Linked DNA regions of Mus musculus: region 2 is linked to region 1. The links are chromatin contacts, called in public promoter capture Hi-C maps. All regions are on one chromosome and are shown on one strand. The core of a region is the stretch at or near the end of the contact, and the rest is flanking DNA. Distances in the headings are between cores, read along the strand shown.

What was found. Promoter capture Hi-C pulls out the DNA fragments that hold promoters and counts their contacts.
Region 2: a contact with region 1 is called in a promoter capture Hi-C map of fetal liver, with 2.6 times the contacts expected there. The contact joins the enhancer-like site here to the promoter of Ammecr1 in region 1. A contact is called at or near these places in 2 of 39 promoter capture datasets (fetal liver and frontonasal cranial neural crest), 8 of 484 Hi-C or Micro-C datasets (Th1 cells, adipose-derived mesenchymal stem cells, beige adipocytes and 5 more) and 3 of 115 datasets of contacts at active chromatin or transcription factors (embryonic fibroblasts, embryonic forebrain and fetal liver).

The regions. Positions count from the first base shown.
Region 1 is chrX:142,965,378-142,968,162 of GRCm38.p6, reverse strand. Ammecr1 (Alport syndrome, mental retardation, midface hypoplasia and elliptocytosis chromosomal region gene 1) reads left to right here and starts at 1,437. Exons shown (of 6, transcript NM_019496.4): 1 at 1,437-1,955. The coding sequence starts at 1,450.
Region 2 is chrX:143,011,043-143,013,847 of GRCm38.p6, reverse strand. No RefSeq gene overlaps it. Among named protein-coding and RNA genes, the nearest start is that of Ammecr1, 46 kb to the right of the region's middle. Within about 2 kb of position 1,282, at least 8 of the 459 cell types and tissues checked have an H3K27ac peak or open chromatin away from gene starts, as enhancers often do. A contact at or near this core is called in erythroid progenitors and fetal liver, where this site is marked.

The DNA.
Region 1 (2,785 bases), core at 188-2,687:
GAAGTGCACTAGGGTGTAAACAGAGGCTCAATGGTTAGTTAGTATGCGAACAAGCCTCTCTTTTCTACAGCTTGAGTTTAATAAAAATGCTCTCACCTGTTTGTAAGGTCCCACACACTTAGATCAAAGGTGCCAAAATCCACCCTCTACTGTTTGCAGACAGACAGACTCCTGACTTTGGGGGGGGGGGTATTTTGACACCATGTAGACACAATGGAGATCAGTTATTTTCTACTTGGTTTATTTTTAAATGAATTTTTACAGCTGGCTATTGTCATTTTACAGCCCCTTCTTAAGTGCCCAAAACAGGACTGACTCAATCATACACCTCCCCATTCATTCAAAGAGTTTTGAGACAATTTCTTAAAACTGAGAATTAAGAATTGTCTCATTATACATCTGAACAAAATCTTCTAACTTGCAACTAAAGTGACACTACCTGACTTATATATTTATCTCCAAGGTCTGGACATTGCACTTATATTTCGAATCTCTTTGTTTTCGAATCTCTTTGTTTTCGAGTTCCAAACCCGAAAAGCCCATGGCTGTAAGTCTGAAAACACAAGGAACATCTTTGATTCTGTGGGGTGTTTGTGAGGCACGTATTTATATATGTATTCTTGCTTTTTAATGGTCTCTCTGGACTACGAGGAGAAGATGGAGGGATATACAAGATATACACATTGAATTGGACTTTAATATTTGTCAATTAGAAAGATTAAAGTTTTGCATTTTTTTAGCAAAATCTCAGAAAAACTGTGGTGTCTGGCTAGGTTAGCGTTAAAGACACTGTCGTGTGGCCATTTCCCGGATGGCTTTTACAGTGGCTGTCTCAGGTGTGGAGCTCCAAGGAGCACCTGCTTGCTCACACTCTTAACAGTTCAGAACCAGTGTATTTGAGGCCGGGTGGCTCAGGTTCCACCTAACTGGGCTCGAGTGTCACTAACACTACATGCAATGGGGTATCACCAAGGTGCGCTTTGGAACTTGGATGCTTATTTCAGACTTTCTCCTTTCTTTCCCCCTTTCACTAGTTTCTGTCCCCCTGCTTCTTCTTGGAGCTCGCCCATCTCCTCTTCTTCCTCCCACTCCTCCAAGTCTTGTTCTCTCTCTCTCTCTTTTTTCTTTTTTTTTTTTTTTTTTGCCTTTCCCTTCGCTTTTCCGCCTTCCATCCTCCGCCAGGAACCCGGCTCCCAGGAGGCGCGAGTCGGGCGGGACCCACCGTAGGCGCCAAGCCACCAAAGCTCGTGGCGCGCGCCGCAGGCGGGGGCGCGAGCACGCCCGAGAGCCTTGGCGGGGCTGGGCAGCCCGGGCCGCCGAGCCGCGTGTGCGCGCAGACCGCGAGCCCCCGGCGCGCCCCCGGCGGCCGGGGCCGCAGCGTGCTCGCCCCCGCCGCCAGCTCGCCTCACTTATGGGTCGGAAGCGCTGCGTGGGGGAGACTGTTCCAAGATGGCGGCGGGTTGCTGTGGGGTGAAGAAGCAGAAACTGTCCAGTTCGCCCCCCTCCGGCTCGGGTGGTGGTGGTGGCGCCTCCTCCTCCTCTCACTGCAGCGGGGAGAGCCAGTGCCGAGCCGGGGAGCTGGGACTAGGAGGCGCCGGGACGCGGCTCAACGGACTGGGCGGGCTGAGCGGCGGCGGCGGCAGCGGCGGCGGCGGTGGCTGTCCCCTCTCTCCCCCTCAGGGCTGCGGCGGCGGCGGCGGCGGCGGCGGCGGCGGCGGCAGCGGCAGCGGCGGCGGGGGCATCTCGCTGTCTCCACCTCTGAGCTGCGGAGTGGGAACCCTACTTTCTACTCCGGCCGCCGCCACCGCCTCCTCGCCGTCCTCCTCGTCCTCATCCCCCGGCTCCCGGAAGATGGTGGTGTCAGCGGAGATGTGCTGCTTCTGCTTCGATGTGCTCTACTGTCACCTGTACGGATACCAGCAGCCCCGGACCCCCCGCTTCACCAACGAGCCCTAGTGAGTACCGCGCTCCCCGTCGCCCTCTTCCCCCGGGCTCGGGATGGGGCTCAGAGTTGAGGCAAAGTGTAAGTCCTCCGCCTCCTGTTCGCGGGTGCCCCTCTGTCCCTCCTGCCTCTAGGGTCCCCAGAGTCGCCCGACCCGTGGGGGGCCCTCGGCGCTCCTCTGCTCCACGAGGAGAGCACCCTACCCTCGGAGCAGGGGGCTGCTTTGCCAGCCATGGCCCCCCTGGCTTCCAGACTGCTCCCGCTTCCTCTTTGCGCTAACTTCCAGGAGTTTTGCCCCTTCCCTTCGATCCTTTCTACCCCTCACCCTCCACCCCACCAGCGTCTGGGGCGATCTGGATCACTGTCGGTACCGACCTCTCCTCACTTTACTCGCCATTGCCCCACGTGAAAGCCCCGCCAGTATTCCCGCCCCGCGTACCTTGCACATGGAGAGCTACTATCCCATTGCAGGGTGAAAAATAGCAGTGATCTAACTTCTATTCTGCTAGTGATGGAACTTAGCTCTCGATCTCCAGGGAGGTTGCCCATCTTTTCCTCCGGGTTTCCCTGTTCCTCGGGGAGGGGAGAGGTTTCTTAAAACACCTTTTGCCTTACTACCTATTTTTATCTGAACGTACCCATTAAAATGCATTTCTAGTGAAGCTAGCGCACCACCTCACAGTTGAGAGTGAGACCTTTTTTTTTTTTCCCTCTTCCTTCTTCATTCCAGTGTCTTGGTATAGCACATTCAAAGAATGTTGTCCCCAAAGAGGCACTGTCAATATGTACCAAGCGTGCGTTCGCTTTTGTGTAGATTTCACATTTAAGCAACCTATGTTAAAC
Region 2 (2,805 bases), core at 33-2,532, 46 kb before region 1:
CTCTCTGTTTGTAGTATCCCAGAGATTATAGCACCCTTGATCTCTTCGGAGTTCTCTTGAAGAATTTTTTCTCATCCAGTTACCTCTAAGGTATCATGTCAACAACCCTAGGAAGTGCCCTTAACCCATTTAAATTTAATGTAAAACAGTTATTCTCAGCCTATAGGTTGTGACCTCATTGAGGTGAGGGTCACATATCAGACATCCTGTATACAATTCACAACAGTAGCAAAATTACAGTTATGAAGTAGCAACAAAATAATTTTATGGTTGGAGATGACTACCATAAACATAACATGAGAAACTGTATTAAAGGGTCATAGCATTCGAAGGGTTGAGGACCACTTGTATAGGACCACAAAGTCTCAATTTAAAGGTGTCTCCACCTATGTGTCAGCTCAGACTCATTTCTGTTTAACATCCCTGTTCAGAGGCTGGGGGAATTTCTCAAAAACATCTAGTGAGACCTGACTTCATGTCCATGGGGTCATTTCATTTTTCACTGAGCTTGGTAAATTATGTAGTAACCCTGCTTCAGTGATGAGAAACTTGTTAGACCAACATGTTCCACCTTTTAATGTGTCTCTTAATGAAGGCATCTTTATGGTGTGTAGAAGCCTGTTTATCTGTATTTTCTTCCCACTGACATCAGAGACAAGAGAACCTGAGATAAGTTTGTCTTTACAACCTTTTCATCTTCGTTTTAAACAAGTCATTTAACTTTTCTGAACCTTCATTTTCTTGCCTCAAATGGGAATAATATTACTGTCTTTGTAAGACTTTTCTTTTTTAAAATAGCAGATAGGCCTAACACATTTTGTGTGGTCAACTCTAATTAACATCATTGTAAGTCCTAGCATCAGATCATTGGGTAACAATGAGAGAACAGATCTTGGTGTGTGCCTCGCCTCACTTGAAGTGCTTTAAACTTTCACCATTCTTGTTCTTTTCCATGCTAAAAAAAGACTAGAAAATATTGTCCCACTTACCATTTCACCCTTAAAGAACTGCAAATGACTTCATAATTTAACTTGGAAAAAGAATTCTCAGTAGTACATGTAGTGCTTTTCTGAAAGATTGCTCAGTGTTTTCATTTCCTGTAATATTTTCTCATCTCTAATTTCATTTGAAGGTCACAGTGACTCCATGCATGAGGCAGGACTGGCATCATTCATTCATTTATGTATTTAATGAATGTTTGCTGTGCCCTGACTATATGCTAGACCTTATCGTTGGAACTGAGGATAGAGCAATGGAAAAGAAAAAAGAAAACAAACCACAGACCTAGTTTCAACCCTCTGGAGCTCCATTTCAAGGATAGTCACTGATAAGGAAACTGTACAAGTTGCGTGGTTTGTAAGAGGTAGAACTCAGACTAGAACTAAGGTTTGCTGTTGTTTACTGTGATGTATATTCCTCTCTCGTCTGTCTGTGTTTAGTTTCCCATGTATTCAACATCTTCCTTTTTTATACTTCCTTCTTTGCTTTAAAGTGTTTTTGCCTGAAAGACAAAAACCAACCAACCAAATATACAAACAAAACCACGGAAACAAACAATAAATAATCTTGAATTTGCTATTGGATTATACTTTTAGAACACCCCTTTTAGTTTTCCATTCAAGTTTTATTATACATAATATTTAGTTGGACGGGTGATGCGTCAGCACTCCAGTGTCCCTGTCCCTGTGCTATTAGCTAAGCCACACTATTTAACTGTATGATCTGGTCAGTACCACGAAGCAGGGGGACTAGAAGCCTTGTGTCTTCCTTGCTCCTTTAGGTCTCACCCTCCCCTTAACTGATATCTTTCCCTCCACACACACATTATCTCCACCCTCCTTGTATCTACTCTATATTCCTCTCCTACCCTACAACTGCCTCGAATACCTTATTGCTCCTCTTGCCTCCACCCCAACTCTCCTCTCTATCCCCAGCTTAAAATAAATCTATGCAGCTCAAGTCTAGTTCCTTTAAGGAACTTTTGAAAATAACTCAAACTGTCAAGGATGACTCCAATATATGAATAGTCCAGCATTTGTATTTTAAACTTTAATTGCCTAGGTCCATACTGAAGAGGACCTCATTTGATAGCCTTTCATCTGAAAAAGACCTGGGGATTTTAATTGGCCTCATGCTCAATATGAATCAATAGTGGTAATGCAGTTGCAAGCATATAAATAAATGGATAGCTGGGGGGGGGTGCCATCACAGACTGTACTAAAACAAATATGTTTTTAGACTGAGAGAAATATTATTAAAATCCACAAATCACATTTTAATCTTATCCATTGTATTGATGTTTGTATCCCTTGTTCCAGACATTCCACTTCAAGTAATCCATGCTACAGAAATGCTTTGCTTCCGTGTTTGTTTCTAGCAGACTTCAGTATTTTCCCTGTCTCTTCAGTTACACATGATGCATGCCCAGGGTATTGACTTGTCTTGGTTTATTCTAATTAGGACCTGATATATAGTATTAACCTAAGGATTTATGTTTTCTTGCTTTCTGGAAAACTGTTAGCTATCTTCCTATGAGCCATTTCTCTTCTTGTTTTTCTCTTCTTTTCATGTTCTCTTCCTGTAGGGCTTAGGTTCTATGGAGTTTATGCGTGTTCTCTCTGTTCTGATTACTGTGTAGTGTTCCACAGTGCTGTGCTATGTTCTATGATGCTCTCAACTCAATTTGTATTTTGCTTGTTCTCTCCTGAGTCATATTTGTAGTTTAGCCTTTTAATCAACTTTTAAAACATTTCAGTTGCAACAGAGGTAAGGTCTTCCTGTACTTATTGTGTATAGTATATAGTC